6 separate regions of the Mus musculus genome follow, and regions 1, 2, 3, 4 and 5 are each linked to region 6. Evidence: chromatin contacts called from public HiChIP or PLAC-seq and promoter capture Hi-C data. All regions are on one chromosome and are shown on one strand. The core of a region is the stretch at or near the end of the contact, and the rest is flanking DNA. Distances in the headings are between cores, read along the strand shown.

The links. Promoter capture Hi-C pulls out the DNA fragments that hold promoters and counts their contacts. HiChIP or PLAC-seq counts read pairs in DNA pulled down with a chosen protein or histone mark.
Region 1: a promoter capture Hi-C map of second pharyngeal arch cranial neural crest shows a contact between it and region 6, with 8 times the contacts expected there. The contact joins the enhancer-like site here to the promoter of Rgs22 in region 6. A contact is called at or near these places in 13 of 39 promoter capture datasets (the 3T3-L1 cell line, 3T3-L1-derived adipocytes, the C10 cell line and 8 more).
Region 2: a promoter capture Hi-C map of pre-B cells shows a contact between it and region 6, with 5 times the contacts expected there. The contact joins the enhancer-like site here to the promoter of Rgs22 in region 6. A contact is called at or near these places in 16 of 39 promoter capture datasets (the 3T3-L1 cell line, 3T3-L1-derived adipocytes, the HPC-7 cell line and 10 more), 2 of 15 datasets of contacts at CTCF or cohesin (pro-B cells and stem cell-derived epiblast-like cells), 34 of 484 Hi-C or Micro-C datasets (the C2C12 cell line, CD8 T cells, the HL-1 cell line and 23 more), 4 of 115 datasets of contacts at active chromatin or transcription factors (astrocytes, embryonic forebrain, fibro-adipogenic progenitors and 1 more) and 1 of 9 other capture datasets (embryonic stem cells).
Region 3: a contact with region 6 is called in an H3K27ac HiChIP or PLAC-seq map of embryonic stem cells, with 7 times the contacts expected there. The contact joins the enhancer-like site here to the promoter of Rgs22 in region 6. A contact is called at or near these places in 13 of 39 promoter capture datasets (the 3T3-L1 cell line, 3T3-L1-derived adipocytes, the C10 cell line and 9 more), 3 of 115 datasets of contacts at active chromatin or transcription factors (all in embryonic stem cells) and 1 of 9 other capture datasets (embryonic stem cells).
Region 4: a contact with region 6 is called in a promoter capture Hi-C map of embryonic stem cells, with 6 times the contacts expected there. The contact joins the enhancer-like site here to the promoter of Rgs22 in region 6. A contact is called at or near these places in 12 of 39 promoter capture datasets (the 3T3-L1 cell line, the C10 cell line, cranial neural crest and 8 more), 2 of 15 datasets of contacts at CTCF or cohesin (pro-B cells and stem cell-derived epiblast-like cells), 39 of 484 Hi-C or Micro-C datasets (the C2C12 cell line, CD8 T cells, the HL-1 cell line and 27 more), 5 of 115 datasets of contacts at active chromatin or transcription factors (astrocytes, embryonic forebrain, embryonic stem cells and 2 more) and 1 of 9 other capture datasets (embryonic stem cells).
Region 5: a contact with region 6 is called in a promoter capture Hi-C map of hippocampal neurons, with 7 times the contacts expected there. The contact joins the enhancer-like site here to the promoter of Rgs22 in region 6. A contact is called at or near these places in 7 of 39 promoter capture datasets (the C10 cell line, the HPC-7 cell line, HPC-7-derived erythroid cells and 4 more) and 1 of 9 other capture datasets (embryonic stem cells).

The regions. Positions count from the first base shown.
Region 1 is chr15:34,635,489-34,638,339 of GRCm38.p6, forward strand. The region is part of intron 3 of Nipal2 (NIPA-like domain containing 2); the gene reads right to left. Among named protein-coding and RNA genes, the nearest start is that of 4930413F20Rik, 38 kb to the right of the region's middle. Within about 2 kb of position 1,418, at least 8 of the 459 cell types and tissues checked have an H3K27ac peak or open chromatin away from gene starts, as enhancers often do. A contact at or near this core is called in second pharyngeal arch cranial neural crest, where this site is marked.
Region 2 is chr15:35,079,297-35,082,314 of GRCm38.p6, forward strand. All of the region lies in intron 4 of Stk3 (serine/threonine kinase 3), which reads right to left. Among named protein-coding and RNA genes, the nearest start is that of Stk3, 75 kb to the right of the region's middle. Within about 2 kb of position 1,490, at least 8 of the 459 cell types and tissues checked have an H3K27ac peak or open chromatin away from gene starts, as enhancers often do.
Region 3 is chr15:34,566,178-34,568,964 of GRCm38.p6, forward strand. No RefSeq gene overlaps it. Among named protein-coding and RNA genes, the nearest start is that of Gm22208, 36 kb to the left of the region's middle. Within about 2 kb of position 1,299, at least 14 of the 459 cell types and tissues checked have an H3K27ac peak or open chromatin away from gene starts, as enhancers often do. A contact at or near this core is called in embryonic stem cells and stem cell-derived epiblast-like cells, where this site is marked.
Region 4 is chr15:35,062,698-35,065,568 of GRCm38.p6, forward strand. The region is part of intron 6 of Stk3 (serine/threonine kinase 3); the gene reads right to left. Among named protein-coding and RNA genes, the nearest start is that of Stk3, 92 kb to the right of the region's middle. Within about 2 kb of position 1,449, at least 7 of the 459 cell types and tissues checked have an H3K27ac peak or open chromatin away from gene starts, as enhancers often do. A contact at or near this core is called in pro-B cells, where this site is marked.
Region 5 is chr15:34,817,468-34,820,587 of GRCm38.p6, forward strand. All of the region lies in intron 2 of Gm32970 (a long non-coding RNA gene), which reads right to left. Among named protein-coding and RNA genes, the nearest start is that of Kcns2, 18 kb to the right of the region's middle. Within about 2 kb of position 1,409, at least 6 of the 459 cell types and tissues checked have an H3K27ac peak or open chromatin away from gene starts, as enhancers often do. A contact at or near this core is called in hippocampal neurons, where this site is marked.
Region 6 is chr15:36,139,093-36,142,112 of GRCm38.p6, forward strand. Rgs22 (regulator of G-protein signalling 22) reads right to left here and starts at 1,308. Exons shown (of 28, transcript NM_001195748.1): 1 at 1,236-1,308; 2 at 787-815. The coding sequence starts at 1,260.

The DNA of each region.
Region 1 (2,851 bases), core at 168-2,667, 1.5 Mb before region 6:
CCAGTTCTAGTAATAGGCACCAGTGTAGAAAATATTGATATATAAACTCTGACCTAATCTACAAGTGAGAATTTCATCAATTTCATCTCTAAGACAACTTTTGGTTTTAACCTCTATAATAGTAGGAAAGACAGTATGTTGATACTATGAGAAACCAGAAGGCAAAAACAATAATAAAAATTCCTTTGTCAAAAATATCTCAAACTCTACGCATGAAAAGAACATATTTACATAGTAATTCTACAAACAGACCTTAACAAGTAAATGTCTGGCTTCTGGTTTCTGGTCACTATATGGTAGCTTTTTTGCACTGCTAGAAACAAACCACCAAAACACATCCCTGTCAGCCACAATCAGACCTCACTCTTATGGACAGAGTGAACATACTCAAGGGCTCAGTCAGCTCAAACCATGCTGAGGTACGGCTCTACAACTATCTTTCCCGTTAGTTGTAGAATTTTTAGAAAAAAAAAAAAAAGTATGTCAACTACAATGTATTCCAGCGAGTTAGGATCTAAAGCTTTGAGTATGTGACAGCTTGAAAGATGCTTTCTTATGCTGAAAAAGTTGCCCCACCATCTATCTATGCTGTCAGGGACGAAAGTGTCAAGAAACTCATTTTGATGAAAAAAGTCCCACTTTATTTATTGAGGATAACAAAGACATAACAACTGACCAATGGTGATTTGTATTTTTCTAGACAAGACATTTACCTGGATTAAGGACAGTACTCTTTTCCTTTCTACATTTTCCTTGACATGCATTAATGACCTGAAAAGTCTCCCATCCCCCCAAAAGGTAAAAATACCACCACTGACAACATTAATTCTGTATTATAAATTTAATAGCCCATTACTTCACTGTCAGCAATTTGTCTAGAAATAGTTTGTGGTATTCTCAAAAAAACAAAGATGGATGGAAAACATGTTTCAAATAAAGCTTTAGAATTCAGCAAGTTTTCTGCTTGAGAATGTATGAGCAGACAGAAAATTAAAACGTCAGAGCTTTAGTCCACACGGTTTATATAAGCTGGGTTTTGGACAAATGTGCTGAAGAAAAAAATGCAAGCCATGTGGAAAAGAGGTATTTTCTGCATATTTTCAGCACTAAAACCAATATGCATGTGAAATGCTGTCACAGACATCCATCACAGACATTTCTGGACTGCAGTGAGTTGAGCACATTAGCACTAAGCTTGTTGCTCCCAGAGACAGAGACTCTGTGGCATCAAGGTTTGAGTAAGACTACACATCGCTTGCTCATTGGTCTGCTTGTGTTTCCTCTCATTTGTTTCTAATAAAAGTCTTGGAGACCAACGTTTCTGCTTGACATGACTTCTCTGGAATTTCAAAAGACCCCAGTAAGGCTGCAGGCTGCACTCTGACCATTCTCTAATGGACTGCAGACACAGTTCAGTTAGGGCTTTTTAACAGCACCAGAGAGACACATGAACAATAGAGATCCCACAGGGAGGTTTACAGTGAGGGTTACAAAAGCTAGCTTATTAGATATTCAGACAGAAGGGACCAGGCACAGCTCTGACTCTCATCATCCTCTCAGTCTATTAGTTCCTGCCTTAATCCAAATCAGTTGGGCAACAGGATACTTGGTTTTAATTTCTGAGGAAACTATCCTGGGCCAATGAGAGCTTGCAGCTATTACCTGCCTTTGTGCAATATGATATTCCAAGTATTTGATTCCATCTAATCACCTCCAAATTGACTCTATCTCCTACTCCTATTCACCTTAGCCACAATTAAGAATGGTGTTGTTTATACATCTCATGCAGCACCTGACATGGGGGATACTTACTCAGTGTTCATTTCTTACCTTTAACTGCGCACCATCCAAAGCACTGTGAATGTTTGTGAAATAATCTCTCTCTTAGGCTTGAAATCAGTGTGCTTGTAAGGGTGGAACTGAAAAGTATCACTGGTGCGTCCTACCAATGCCTCTCTGCAGCCTGGAGCCAGTCTCCTCCTGCACAGTCCTGCTTGCTGCCCTTGGATTAATTGACTTTATACTGAGTGAGGTTCCCCACGAATCTCCTTAATTCCACATAGCCTTAATTTCTGGACTGCAAATAACTTCTTATTTTTAACCATCCTTATATCTATTTATAATATAGAACTTAGTTATAAAGGTATAAAATAGACAACAGTTAAGTGTAAGGCCATATTTTGTAGATGCAGGAATGGTCTCATTTCATTCTCTTTGGAATAGGCTTAGAAACGTCGAAGCATTCACAGGAGTGAATATTCTTGAGTATCTTCCTGTGAACTGATTAACTATTGTGAAACAACATAAACTGAAATCTTAGGTTGGAGAAACAGCAGCTAAGAGAATATACTATTTTTGCAGAGGACCTGAGTTTTGTTACCAGCACCCATGTGGGTATATTCATGAGTGTGTACAGTGTGTGTGTGTGTGTGTGTGTGTGTGTGTTTACAACCATCTGGAACTCCAGCTTCCGGACATCTGATGACTCTAGCCTCTGTAGGCACCTGCACTCACATGAACATAGCCATATCTTCCCTTTATAAATAAAAATAAATCTTAAAATTAAAAATAAAGGAATCTTTTTTTTAAAAAAAGAACTGCTGTCCATTTCATCAGTTTATGATTACACCCCCCCCCCCCCCCCCGACCAATTCTACAGGCCGTGTTGTATGAGGTTCCTGGGTCTTAGCTGACTGGAGAAACAGACACACAGGTGTGAGTCAGGCCATTGTTCACTGCCCCCTCCCTGCCACACTATAGTGATGACTGGCTTCATCTATGCAGGTGTTGCATAGGCAGCCACAGGAGCTGAGTTCATGACTGGAACTGTACTATCATGTCTGGAAGACAC
Region 2 (3,018 bases), core at 240-2,739, 1.1 Mb before region 6:
ACTGAGCTCCTATACTAGTCACCAAGAACACAGATTAAAACCCAAATGGAGTCAGTATAATAAAATCCAAGTCACAAAACTAAAGCTAAATTCTTATCTGGCAATTAAGTAAGCAACTAGGAAAATAATCAGTAATGACCAAATTTCCCAAGTGTGTCTGCTTAAATGACACAGCATGAAGTCCCCAGGTGGTGATTAAAATAAGGAGAGAGCCTCATGATCCCTCTTAGGCACTAAGTTCTCAACCTGTAGGGAGCACCCATCTGCTATTAAAAAATAAGTCCAATCTTCATCTCCCTAAGACAATGGAGTTTCATTTTGAAATCATCTCTGTTGTAAATATTTTATTATATAAAAATTATAGCTTTACCCAAAGTGGCTATATTTCAAGTAGAATCTACTCCCATTATTTAATAAAGGTAATAATGGTGTTTCATGTCTATAAAACTTTTATCAGTTCAAATAGACACTGACTCAACCATTTCAAAAAAAAAATGGTCAGTGTCTTGATAGTTTTATGTTAATTTGACACAAGCTAGAGTCATATGAAAAGAAGGAACCTCATCTGAGAAAATGCCTGCACCCAGCTAGCCTATGGGCAAGCCTGTGGTACATTTCCTTGATTGATGACTGATATGAGAGAGTCGAGCCCACTGTGGATAGTACCACCATTGGGATGGTGGTCCTAGGTACTAAAAGGAAGCAGGCTGAGCAAGCCAGAAAGCAGCACCCTCCATGGCCTCTGCATCAGCTCCTGACTCCAGGTTTCTGCCCTGGCTTCCCTCAGTGATGGACTTATAAGTTGTAAGGTGAAATAAGCCCTTCCCTCCTTGTGTTGATTTTTGGAATGATGTTTTACCACTGCAATAAAAACTATATAATTAGGTTATACTGAAAACTCTTAGAAGAAAAAAATACAAAAATAAAATTTACTTCCAACAGAAGGAAATACTGAAGATTTCAGCTCTAGGATAGAAAAGTCACAGATGAACTGTCAGACTACAGCTAATACTTCTTTCCAATTCCTTCAAGTGGAAATTATCAGCAGGAATACTCTGTTTATGCTGAATCAGGTGATTCTCAATGCATTAGGGTTTAATCTCATCCTAATACTAGATGAAATGGCAAAGTCCTTTTAAAATCATTTTGATGGCATTTTATAGTCTGTTCTAGAAGAGAGAGAGACAGAGAGACAGAGACAAAGAGACAGAGAGAGGCAGAGAGACTGAGAGAAAGAGACAGAGAGAGAGACAGAGAAAGAGAGCCATAGATGAAGCACTCAGCATTCAGGGATGGAAATAAGACGTTTGTAGCTAAGCTAATACATTAAAAGACGGAAGTCTACATCTGGTTTCAATTTTACTATGAATTCCCTGGCAAATTTAAAAAGAATTTCATTGTACAAAAACAAAAAGATGGTTTTGATAGGCTTTAGTCCTCTGGTTACTTTTGTTTCTGGAGTCATATGATTAGTATAATAATATGATACATTTAATATGTCACCATGTATATGGTTTTGATAAAAAATGCACCCACCAACTTGTCTCAAGGGCAAATGCATAAATGATTTTAAAATAAACAGAAATCCTTAATGCTTTTAGTCAGTAAAAGCCAATGCAAGTGAAGTTTTTAACTTTATACAAAGCTAGGAATTTCCATTTCTAAAAATGAGTCAAAGTTAACTCATCTTCATTTAATCATCGATCCATATGAAACACTGTATCAATTACTTATTACTTATGTACTTATTACTGTTAGCTCACAAGGATACTACAAGTCATTGTGGTAGTGAAATCTAAAATTTTATTACAAACTATCATACTAAGTTTTACTCACAACACGATTCTGCATAGGATCTTTTTAAAAATATATGTGTGTGTATGTGTGTGTGAGTGTGTGAATGCATGTATGTGTATAGGAGTTAACATAGGTCAAAGTATTGGATCCCCTGGAAGTGAAATTATAGAGAGTTGTGAACAGCCATGTGTACTGAGAACTGAGCTCAGGCCCTCTGCAAGAACAAATGCTCTTAGCTGCTTTAGCCAACATTCTAGTCCCCTTGCATAAGATCTTTAAAACTGACCAAGAGCTAGCAAGATGGGTAAAGCCCCTTGTTGCACAAGCCTGAGTCTGATGCCCAGAACCCGTGGTGGAAGGCAAGAACCATCTGACAAGTTATCCTCTGACCGCCATATGCTTACGGCTGAACATCACCTCGACTCACTACACACCATACACAAACACATATGTCATTAAACAAACAGGTCAGAATGCAATAATATAATCTTTAAGAGGCCTTGAATGGCACTGGCTCCAAATGGCCGACTTCTGGCATTGATCTCACTACACTGTTGTCCCATCCAGGGAAGCTTCACAGCTGACATAACTAACCTGACACTTGAAGAGTGGACAAAGTTTATCAAGTGACCAAGGAGAGGAAAAAATACTATTGAATGCAAGGGTGACTGGCATAAAAACATATAAAGCCACCAGCCTAAGTGCCATCCACAGCATCAAAAGTTTTAAAGTGTGGTACCATAAAGGTGAAAAAAAAAGTCGGTTACAAAAAGCAGACAAAAACCAAAAACAATAGAACTGTAGGTCATCACAGCAGGCAAACTAAGACATAAAGACATTTACTGCATGTTTCCTCTAATTCCAAAAAGTGAAAATTAAAAAGAGATGCCAGGAGCTGGGAAGATGGCTCATGAGTAAAGGCACTGGCCACTGGGCCTGGAGCTTTGAGTCTAGTCCTCTGAGCCCACATGGTATTATAATGGAGGAAGAAAAACTGATTCCCCAAAGCTGTCCTCTGACTGCCACAGCATGGCATGCATACACACAGACGCATAAAACAAACATTTTAAATAAAGAAACATAATGTGATTAAAGTGCATTATGTGTACGTATGAAAATACCCCAATGACAGTCATTATCTTCTAATCTACACAAAACAGTAACACACCCACGTGCATATACGTGCACACACACACCTGTGCGCACACACACATGCACATA
Region 3 (2,787 bases), core at 49-2,548, 1.6 Mb before region 6:
AGTGGAAAATGAGTGTAGATTCCAGGCTGTCATTCCTCAGCTATGGTTTGGATGAAGGTCTACTCTGTGGAGACCTTGGAAGGTCAGGAGCTGAGCCCAGCAGGAAACAGGTGGTTCACTTTAGATAAGGCTGTACAATGTTCAACCAGTCCACTGTGCCTGGAGACAGATTGCTGTCCTTTACAGGTCCAGTATGCTGTTGTGCCCTGGGTAGCAGCAGTGTCCTAGGCTGCCACTACAATACCCCCATACCCAAAAGGGAAGATAGCTGCAGAATGCCCAGATCCCTGGAGATAGTGGAGAGTGAGCAGTTGGAAGGGAGGGCTCCAGGAGACTGATATACACCATCTAGTCCAGAAGGCAGAGCTTTAGAATTCCTAGCTTGCAGTGTGTGGTGGTGGTGCTGGTGGTTATGCTACTGCTGCTGCTGGTGGTGATGGTGCTGCTGCTTCTGCTGGTGGTAGTATGTTGGTGGTGGTGGTGCTGCCGTTGCTGCTGGTGGTGGTGTGGTGGCAGTGCTGCTGCTATTGGTGATGGTACTGGGGTTGGGGGTAGTATTGGTGCTGCTGCTGGTGGTAGTATAGTAAAGCTTGCTCTGTCGGGAGGGGCTCTTCTTACTCTCATTAATTTACTTCTCTAGTTTGTCTTGACCCACCTGCTTAGCTGTACACTCTCTGGTAGACAGGATGGTGGGTCCTTGAAGGGTTCCTTTGTTGTTGCATTCTGAATTCTAGCTGCTTTTTGACTGGGAGACTGATCTTTCTCTTTTCACTTTGAAGAGGGTTCCCCTTGTGCCCCACATCCTCGGCATCCCTTTTTGTACCAGCGCTTTCGCTTAGCCATGCCTGAGCCATCTTTAGATAGATACATGAGAGACACTAAGCCTTTAAAAACTAATGAGGTAATGTTCATTCAGATTAAGCCAGGCAATCTACCAGGGCTCTCTGGTCACATTTAAAGGCTCCCCTTTTCTTATCTGAATACTGCCTCCTGTGCTTGTTGAGTTCCACTGTTTTTGTGGTTTGAACTATAATCTGAGACAGTGTCCATGTTTATGGTGCCTGAAACCACATTTAACTGTTGTTTTCTAGGCCCAGTGTAGCCACCTGCGGCCATGTGAACTGGGTTCCCTGAAAGGCGGGCTGGGGCTGAAAGAGATCAGACATAGAGAAAAGAATGAGGCCAAGACAAACCTTTCTGTTTAAAGCCTCTGAAGTTTACTGAGAGTCCGTGCTTATAAAGAGGGTAGGCCCATCCCCCGCCAGCCCATTTTTGGTGCCTGGAGCCAGCTTGTAGGTGATCTATAGGGTGTGTCTCTGGAACGTCTCAAGGACCTTTCTGCAGGAAGCAGAGTCTTGGAGATGAGCAAATAGAGCCATCAAGGTCAGAAGGCTCTACCTGCTGCAGACTCTCTTTGGTCCCTGTCTGCATAGAACAGATCTCTGGTTGCAGATGGACAAGGAGTCAGCGAATGACAGACAGACGCAACACAAGAGGTTGTGTAGAGTCTGAATGTATTTTCACAAAGTGAACACCAGTCTTATATAATACAGAAAATAAAGGGGGTAGGATGTCACAGCAGGCAAAGTACATTGAAATTACCTGGCACAAAACAAAGGAATGACTTCAAAAGGACTTACAGGAACCAGGTAATATTTACAGTAAAGTTAAAACCTCCCTGCCTAGGGTCAGCTAAAGACAGGTAAGGATTTCACACCCTAGTCACAATTTGTGCTACTCCTTTGAGCCTTGTGAAAGCTAGCACCAGGGGGTTCTGCTCTAGCAGACCTTCTCATGAATAATGCAAACCTCCTATTTCCTAGGCCTCGATAAATTCTTGTATGAGTGTAACTTTTAAGTATCTGTGGAGAATCTCCATTTGTCAGAAGAATTCACCAACTTGCTTCTAATATGCAGTATAGCCTGCTATACCTGGCTGTAGTGAAGATTCCTGTCTCAGTGGGATTCCCCAACTCTTTCATGGTAAACCCACCTATTCGCTAGACCATAGTGTATTCCCTTGTCTGGGTAAGACTGGCTATTGTCCTAAGTAATCACTCTACAGACCAGCCCTGAGCTATTCTAGCTCCATTCTTTGTAATGCCTAGTTAGTTTCACTGTTTCTACTAGAAGTAAACTTGAATGTTACTGAATAGATGACATTCTCACTGAATTCCTACTGAATTCCAAGTTTGTCGGCTTCAAGGATTTTCTAGGATGTTGGAACACTGGCGAAGGCTTAGCTATGTCAGAATTCAATCTTTAAAGGCACTTATACTAAAATAATACTAAAAGAGAGCACGTGGATCCATACACCAGACTAACGTGGGGGTAGGGTATGAGTATATGGGTTATGAGAACGCCAATATTCTAGGAGGTGAGTTTCTCTGAAACTCTTTGCCTTGTGAGTGCTCCCAGGCCTCTTGGCCTGCCAAGCAAACTTCACTAGAGTATGCATAGCATCTACCCTAGGTAATCTCCTTCTTAGTGGCAGCAAGGTCAAAGTCTGGATCAGCCTGCTTCAAGGCTGAGGGAGGCTACAGCCCAGTGAGCCTGTGAATATTGGGCATTTTTGGTGTCCAGTAGTCCCCTCTTGGCTGGCTGGGGACTGAGTGGGTGTGGTTGTAATGTGTGCCCCTAAAGTGTGTGTGTGTGTGTGTGGGGGGGGGTGAGCTGCACACACCTGTGGTCTCCAGAGCCAGGCTAGGTCCCCAAGAGCTCCCTAAAACAGACCTCTGCTTCACCCAGTCTGCTTTTCCTTTCTCCTGTTGTATTCATTCTACTACT
Region 4 (2,871 bases), core at 199-2,698, 1.1 Mb before region 6:
CTATTGCCATTCTTACCAACTAGCCACCCTCCCTTTCTTTATTTTTTTTTATTTTTCCAATTTTTTATTAGGTATTTTTTCATTTACATTTCAAATGCTATCCCGAAAGTCCCCTATACCCCCACCCCCGCGTTCCACTACCCACCCACGCCCACTTCTTGGCCCTGGTGTTCCCCTGTACTGGAGCATATAAAGTTTGCAAGACCAAGGGGCTTCTCTTTCGTAGTTTATGCGAAAACCTCCTAAGGAGTTTACATGTTTTACCCTCATTCAAAATAAAAGTCTAAGCACTGATGTGTAACCTTCAATGCTCTGTGACACACACCAGGAGTCAAAAGGAACACTCTCCCTTCAACATAACTAAATATAAAACTGTTACTTCTGTTTGAAGTATTCTATACTCAGTCTAAATTTCTTCTGGTTTTTATTCATCTATCACTTTCTGATGAGGTATTGGCTAAAAATACAACAGAATACACTGAGCATTCTCTGCAAGTCATCATTTCCTGTTTTATTCCCTTGCTTCTTTCCTATTACCACGTAGTATGCATGCTTGCTTTCTCTTCTGCATTCTCTTTCCCCTTCAGTATACAAACCCAATTGAGAAATGTTTGTGTTTTTCTTCCATTTCTGTATCTTCAGGATATGAAACAGTTCCTAGTAGACAGTAGGTATTAGTATTAGCTGAATGAATAATCCCTGGTTACCTGCCAGCTGGCCCAGAAGCCTAAAGCTCAGCTTCCCCCTAACAATACTGGTTGGCTCACTCAGAGTTGTAAGAGTATGGCAACTCCTCTATTCATGACCGGCAAAGAATTAGAAATGGCTTTATGCAAGGCTAGAGAGATAAAGGGCACTGCAATAAATCATATCAGAGCCATATTTCCCCATGCCTGCAAAAGAGCTTGAGTATTTCACCTTCAAAATACAAGAATAAAACTGTAACTTGATTTGCTTACCAAATGAACTCTGATATCACACAGTGGTTGCTATGGATACTAAAAGGTAAGTAGTGCTGTCTATACTGTCACTCTCAGAACTTTTTCACTAGAATAGTCAGTCCTAGTCCAGGAGAATGGACATGAAACTCTCCTTGTGTATAAACAGAAAGATAAACTGAATATCATACCCCTGCGCACCTGAATATCTGTTATCTAACTGATCTCGGGCTCATTTATAAACATCAATCAGTGCCATGCAAAGGGAGCTCCAGGGAAAAGGCAATTATATACTGCTAAAAAATGGAGGCAATCAGACGAAACACAGTCCATGGTAGCAGTGACATAAGCTAAGCAGACGGTATGGATAATATGAGTAAGAGCCATGGAAAAATAAATACCATGATTGAACTTGAAGCAAATGGAAACAGTTCAGATTGGCTTTGTACAGTATTCCATGGAACATATGATGTCCATATGTCCATTACCAACAACTGAAACACAAAAAATAACAAAAGCCAGTGTTAAGATGGCTGTAAGAACACACCCAATGCCAGTCTCTACCACAGCACAAGCAGTGTAACTTGCTACAGCTGACGGGCAATTGGATAAGAAGTCAGGAGCAATAAGAAAAAAAAGAAAAAGGAGAAAGGAGTAAAGCAAAATTGTCTCTCTTCCCCACAAAAGAGAAAAGATTTATACTAGAAAAAGAATGTGGCCACAGAAATGTTAGACCGTCAAGCACAGTGTCTTTCCTGTGGGCAGTTTCCAAAAGTATAAACTTTACATAAACTTTATATAAACTCAAAACTGCAAGTGCTTCAACAGTCAGAGGACTGTGGAAGTGAAATAATTATATGACGAAGTAACTTCCAAATAAAAAACGGAAATATGACCTTTCAAGTTTCAAACTATGAGATGAGACCTAAAGCAGACTGACCAAAAGATGAGACAGAAATATTATCAGGTTTGATGTCAGTGTGAACAAATCACCCAAATTTCTTTGCTGTCATTCATGAGCCAAAAATCACAATTTAAAACAACCAAAAGTAATGCTTAGGCAGTCATGAAGGACCAATCATATAGCAAGGCCAAAGCTAAGAAACAAAACTATAAAAAGCAGTGTTACCATCTAGGACCTATCTGTGATCCTGGACTTTTCAATGAATCAAAATCCAGTTATTCCTAAATTACATTAAAATTATCTAAGCTGTGATGCATAAATATATTAGTTGTCAATGACTGCAACTAAACAGTAATAAAATCCAGCAATAAAAACACATGACTATTTATAGTAAACATCAATGTATTCCTATTTCAACCTGACTCCCCATTCTACCCCAAACTGAAGACCGACTACAATTCCTTGAGTAGCTGTAGTGTGGTTAAGAATAGGAAGCTATGCTTGTTTGTACGGAATCTGCCATTTCCTCCCTGCCAAAACACTTGTTTAAAAAGTCATGTAATATTTCCATTAAGTTGTAAATGCAGCCGACAAGGAAATGGCCTACTGGCAATGCATTACCTTTGTGGCAGTGCCAATGGGCCTACAGCAAAACACTGCACATGGTAATTTCAACATGCATTCCCAAGGAACAAAACTGTTCTTTACATAAATACCACAGAACCTGAGTAAGATCCAGAAAAAGCAAGGAAAAATTGCCCAAGCTTTCATGCTTGCCTATATCAATTGTATGTCAGAGCGAAAGCAAACTAGAAAAGCATCTACATATGTTCCCGAAGCCTGTGAAGCTGGATCATATAACCCTGGGAAACTACTGCAGCTTAAATCTGTATACTTCTTGTTAACCACTGTAACAACTTGCTAATAAAAATTAAGAAAAACTGAGGGTATCAAATGAACCAAAATGTACAAACTAAATACAAGTTCTTAAAGATCATAATGAAACCTATTAACAAGAACATATGTTCA
Region 5 (3,120 bases), core at 159-2,658, 1.3 Mb before region 6:
ATCTGTGGCATGGCCTGCCCACTGCAAGGAAGGGGGCTGCCAGGAGATCTTTTGGCAACAAGAAAAGAGATCTGTTCCATACCCAAAGAGGGCCTCACTGCAAGTCCTAGTAGAGGCAATGATAGAGAGACTGGCAGGCAAGCCTTCTTCTTGTCCTAACCTTTGAAACAAATTGATAAAATGAGAGACTTGCCTTAGAGTCTAAGGTCTTTGCAGCCTTGTATTATAGGAGTTCATGAAAGAGCATCATGGAACAGTGTATTTAAACAGCACTGACCCATTGTGCTTCAAACTCAAAGAATCCAGAGTAAGAAGTGGCCAAAATATCACCCATGCGATCAGTAGTGAATTGGTGTGTGGGAGATGGGATGTGGCTTACAGAAGAACAGATGGGTTCCAGAGGCCACAGAATATTAACCCTGAATATCTAGAAGGAGGGAGAGGTGGCTGGGTGATGAGGATGGGGCTCCCTCAGTCTTGTTCAGACAGCTGAAGCTGAATAGGACAGATTTTCAAATGTGTACACCACTAGGACTCTGCTCCCATTAATCAAGGTCTTCTTTCCCTCTGAGTCCAACTACAATCTCATAATTCCTCTCAACATTAAGACTACTCCCCTGCTTCAACACTGAGACTTTTGATGGTGATAAAGGGCAGGTGATAATTCCCCACATTCTAATTTGTATGCCCTGACAGTCCCTCCAGGTCCCTTGTCAGGGACTCCTGGTCTGATTGCAGGAACTCACAATGCAGACTCACTAGAAAACCACAGTAATGGGAACAGGAGGAACTAGCCCTGAGGTACTTTCCTGCAGGAGAAAGTCTCTGATGCGAAGAGGCCAGGCCATGAATGCACAGTCCTAAGGAGCATTTGTCCCGAGGGGCCTTCCCTAAGGAGACAGTCTCCAAGAGAAGACACCAAATCTGCCAGCCCTTGACTCAAGCTTGCTGAATCAAGAAGTCAAACAGGAGATACCCAGCCCTCAAGTCCATGCCCCAACCACATGCACTAAGCAGTGTCTCATGTGCAGTACCTGCCAACAGCCAAGACCTGACCCTCTGACTCCCTGCCCTCTTCCAGACCTTTCCTGTTCAATTTCCAGCACTGCTGGCCCTATCCAGTTAGTTTTGAACAAGAGAGAAACATTTTCTTTCTAGCTTGTTTATTCTCATTATGATTTTCACAGCCAATTCTGGTAAATCTGCTATAATAAAAGTCTCCATTCATTATCCGCATTCTTCCAAATGATCTTAGTTTGATTTGAAGTCTAGTTCTGTTAATATTTTGTCTTAAAAAAATGGCAGTGCTCTCCCACCCCCCGTTTGTAACTCAGCTATCAGCTGAGGACTGCCCCACCCCTCAGCATCTGTGCTATGTCTGATGGCAGATTGTATTTTCCAAAAATGGCCACAACAGTATTTGCAACCCCACATGCTCATTATAGAGGATTGCAACTCTTCCATCAGGAGATGGGAGCTGGGTCTTCTTTTTCCTCTTGAACCCGGGGAGTCCATTTGACTGAGTTGACTAGTAGGATACTCTAGAGATGACTCAACAGGATTTCTAAGAAGCTGGGTCAGGGAGGCAGTAAAACCTTCACCTGGTGGCCTCTCTCATGGCACGTGCCTTTGGAGCCACAAACAGCAACATAAGCAGCCAGCCCCTCTGAAGATGCTCTGCTAGGTATATCATAAGAAGGCACCATGTAGAAATGGGAGGGATTTTTGAAGAGCCCAGCAATTATTCCTGCTTAGATGTGTGGACGGGGAGACTGTGGAGGGGCCCAAGCTACTGATACCATATGTTGTTGTTGCCTCAATCCCTCCCTGACATTCGTGCTGATTCCTGGAGGGAGCGGACGGATACTTTACTTGTGGGTTGTGTTCTCACACGCTGCCTCTGCCTGCCTCACATTAATTCTTCTAAGACATTGGATCCAGGTTTTGGGGCTCCACAAACATCTAGGAACAAGCATTTGCGTGAGTAGTGATGGACTGCGTGCAAACTTATGGTTAGGTTATTGACCACAAGGGGCCTTGTCACTCTGTTCTCTTTTCTCTCACCTCCGCTGATTTGCATCCTCTTCTCATTGATCTGGGAACGAAAACTCTTTATTTTCTATTATGAAGAGAATTTACCTCTCTCTAGACGCTTACTCTGAAACTTCCATACTTAACCTTATCAAGAATCCAGTCTTTACCAGAATGGCTTGAGGTTGTAGGTAGGCAACCTGGTTTGTGTGCGTGTGTTGTAAAAGAGATTCAGGAATACAGGAGAGAACCAAGAGGTCCAAATTGCCCAAGGTTGGACAGTGGTGGCTCATGCCTTTAATCCCAGCACTCAGGAGGCAGAGGCAGGCGGTTTTCTGAGTTTGAGGCCAGCCTGGTCTACAGAGTGAATTCCAGGACAGCCAGAGTTATACAGAGAAACCCTGTCTCGAAAGAAAAACAAAAAACAAAAACAAAAAAAGAAATTGCCCAAGGTTAGCTACTATGAACATATGAACACTGTCCTATTGGTACACCAGAAATTTCCATAGCCCACCACACCTGTGAGGAGTCCATGATTATAATTATTCCTTTACTTAAGGGATATTGGTGAGAGGAAAAATGTAGCTCTGAACCTAGGATCACCCAACTCTTGTATCTGAATCATTTGGACATAGCCTTCATCCAAACTGGTATATCTCTGGAGAAGGTTCTCTGGGCCCTGCATTTATTATTATTATTATTATTATTATTATTATTATTATTATTGTTATTATTATTAGGTATGTTCTTCATTTACATTTCCAATGCTATCCCAAAGGTTCCCCATACCCCCCCCCACTCCTCTACCCACCCACTCCCACTTCTTGGCCCTGGCGTTCCCCTGTACTGAGGCATATAAAATTTGCAAGACCAGGGCCCTGCATTTCGTGTGCCAGGCCCAGACGACTCCTCACTTATCTCCTCTAGAGAGCTGAAGATATTTGAGCTTTCTAGGGTCTGTGACTAGTTTGTTTGTCTGGCTGGGATGGGTTCAGTGAGGAAGGCAAAGTCCTGAGTCCCTGGAGGACAAAGAAAAACCATAAAGGAGGCCCTTCTGCCTGTCTGTAGATCAAGAGAGCTTTGCTTTCC
Region 6 (3,020 bases), core at 58-2,557:
CTTTGAGCTCCAGCCTCAACGGTGGTAGGAAAAAGGGTTGCCTCTGTGTCTGTCTGTGCCCTGGGGCAAGCTCCTCGTGTAAGCAATATGCTTTCTAGAAGAGTCTCTAAAGACAGCACTCTCCCAAATGATAAATAGATTTGGCAAATATTTAGTATGCTCAATTTCTCCAAAATTCTGACCTGAGAACAATGTCTAGAAAACAATTTAAACACTTACAAATAGATGACTGGTTTCTGTTGCTGTTTTTGTGTTTGTCTGTTTTGGTTGTTTGGTTGATTAGTTTTGGGTTTTTTGGCTTTGTTATTTTATTATTTATTGATTGACTGGGTGGTGTTGTTGTTGTTGAGACAGGGTTTTTCTGTATAGCCCTGGCGGTCCTGGAACTTGCTCTGTAGACCAGGCTGGCCTCAAACTCAGAGAAATCCTCCTGCCTCTGCTGGAGTTTAAAGACCTGAGTGCTACCATGGGGGTGGAGGTGAGGGAGGGCTGGTATTTTTTAAGACAGGATCTCACATAGCCTTGAATTTGCTATGTCACAAAGGATGACCCCGACTCCCAGCCCTTCTTTCCCATCTCTAATGCTGGGGTGAGCAACTTTACCTACTAATGTTTACTGCAACCAGGAGCTGCCCTGCACATCACAACAAAGCCATGGAGACAGCCGGCCTGCCCCCATAGGGACAGCAAGGGTACGGAGAAACTACATGAGGTCTTTTACAGAAGAAAGCTTTAGCCCGAAGAGAATGTAAAAAAAAAGACCCGTTCTCGCCACTGTGTACTCACAAACTCTTCTTCTGTAACTTCTGGCGGCTCTGGAAGGAGACAAAACGTTACCTTTTCGTACTCAGATCTTCCTTTTAGACTAACTGAAATCATCTGCGACAGCCCCTGGCGCTACTGTATATACATATATCCCGGGTGAGCTCAGTAAAATGTTCATTATCCGCACATGGATTACATTTTAAGGTAGGATTCCAGGTGAAGGTGGGGAGGAAAGACCTTTGGACTTTGGCTTGGGACCCACTGTCACCCCAGAGCTAACCTAAGGCCCCCATTTGCAAAAGGAGAGCTTAGCGTGGTTAGCGCACAAGGTAATAGCGACTGCCCTGGGGGTTCGTATAAAAGGCAGGGAGCTGGGGCTGGGGACCCGGGCTTGGGCTGGAGGCTTGGGGCTGGGGTCGAGCGCGGTCCGGGTGCCCGAGCACTGCGGCAGGGCGCCGGGGCCCACCTACCCGCCGAGAGCCGCTTCTCCGGCATCCTGTCGGGGGAACCCAGCTGCCCGGCCCCGCTGTCTGGGGAGCGACTGCCGCCCCACGGCACGCGGCCTGGGGCTGCCCGCTGTTGCCATAGAGCTGGACAAAGCAGAGGCGCCTGGGCCAGGGGTGGCGGCTGGGGAGCGGCCGTTACTGTGGAGATCGCACGGCTCCTGGTGGGGAAGGGCTGTTGCGGGGGCGGGGGGAGCAGATCCTCCCACAGCGAAGGACCGCAGAGCCAGGCCTCAGTTTCCTTAGGTCAGACGCCTGTAGCAAAAGGTTTTTCATAAACGCTGACCACTAGGAATTACCCGAACTGGGGACCACAGATTACAGTTACCCTAAAATGTGTGTTCAGGAAAGGAGTTAGGAAAACAGAGCCCTGTGTACTGTGGCACACACCTGCAATCCTAACAGTTAACAAAAGAAGGCAGGAGAATAGAGTTACAGCTTGTTCTCAGTTACTAAGAGTTTAAAGCCAGCCTGAGCTACAGTAAAGCAAAACCACAAACAAACAAACAAAAAAGAATTTATTTAAATAGAAAAGATAAAAATTTAAACACAATTATTCTAAATACTAAAAATATTTATGTCCCAAAAATAATTTATGTCCCCCCCCCCAAATTTGTGTTTTAGTTGAGATAGGTTCTCATGTAGCCCAGGCTGGCCCTGAACTTCTGATCCTCCTGCCTCCACGTTGCTTGTACAGGTTTTGCAGGTCTTTGCCCCAACCCTGGCCAGAAAATGAAGCTCAAAGTCCCTGTCTGGGAATGGGTATGACTTGGGTGTGGAGTGATAGGGTGGGGTATAGCTCCTGTTAGACATTTGCATTGGAAATACTGCTTCCTAATTGTTTTATAAAACTTATCCCATTCTGTAGTTCTGAATTTCCTCAGTGGTACCAAATAAACCCCAAAGCTAACTGCTTGCCCCTTCCCAGCAGTACTTCCAATGCAAATGTCTAACAGGAGCTATACCCCACCCTATCACTCCACACCCAAATCATACCCATTCCCAGACAGGATCTTTGAGCTTCATCTTCTGACCGGGGTTGGGGCAAAGACCTGCAAAATCTGTACTAGGAAGGTGGAGGCAGGGGGATCAGAAGTTTAAGGCCAGCCTGGGCTACTTGAGAACCTATCTCAACTAAAACACAGATTTTGGGGGGGGACATAAATTATTTTTGGAACATAAATCTTATGACCGTTAAATGATACATCTTCCGAGTAACTCAAAGTTTCCCCCTAGAACTTTCCCTCCAAACCCCACATTCAGGTAAATACTGGATTCAGCCAGTTCTACCTTAACATATTTCTGCATTTGGGCTCTGCTCTCATTTTCCCAAGAGCACCCACACACAGCCTTAGCGCTAGCTCCCATCTGGTCTGCTGTAAAAGCTTCCTAACTTGTCAGTCTTCCAGGCTTAGCTCCCAGCTAGGAGTTCTCTTTAAATCCATTATCCATGCTGAAAGCAAAACCAGCTATCTAAATGCAAATCTGACCTACTTAAAACCCGCCAGTGGCTCCACATTTGACTCCTCAGTGTGGGGCAGGTATTTGTGTGCCCTTAAGACAATGGGTGCCTATATTTCAAGGAAGCAGACACCTGCTCCCTGGTTGTGTTTATTGCTATTGCAGTATGACACAGGAAAAAGACCTAAGTGAAGTGTTTGTTGCCCTTGCCAGACAAAATCCGAAAGCCAAATGAAGCCAAGGGAGAGCAGTGGGAGGGAACAGAAGTGAAGGGAGATGGTCCTCGTGGGC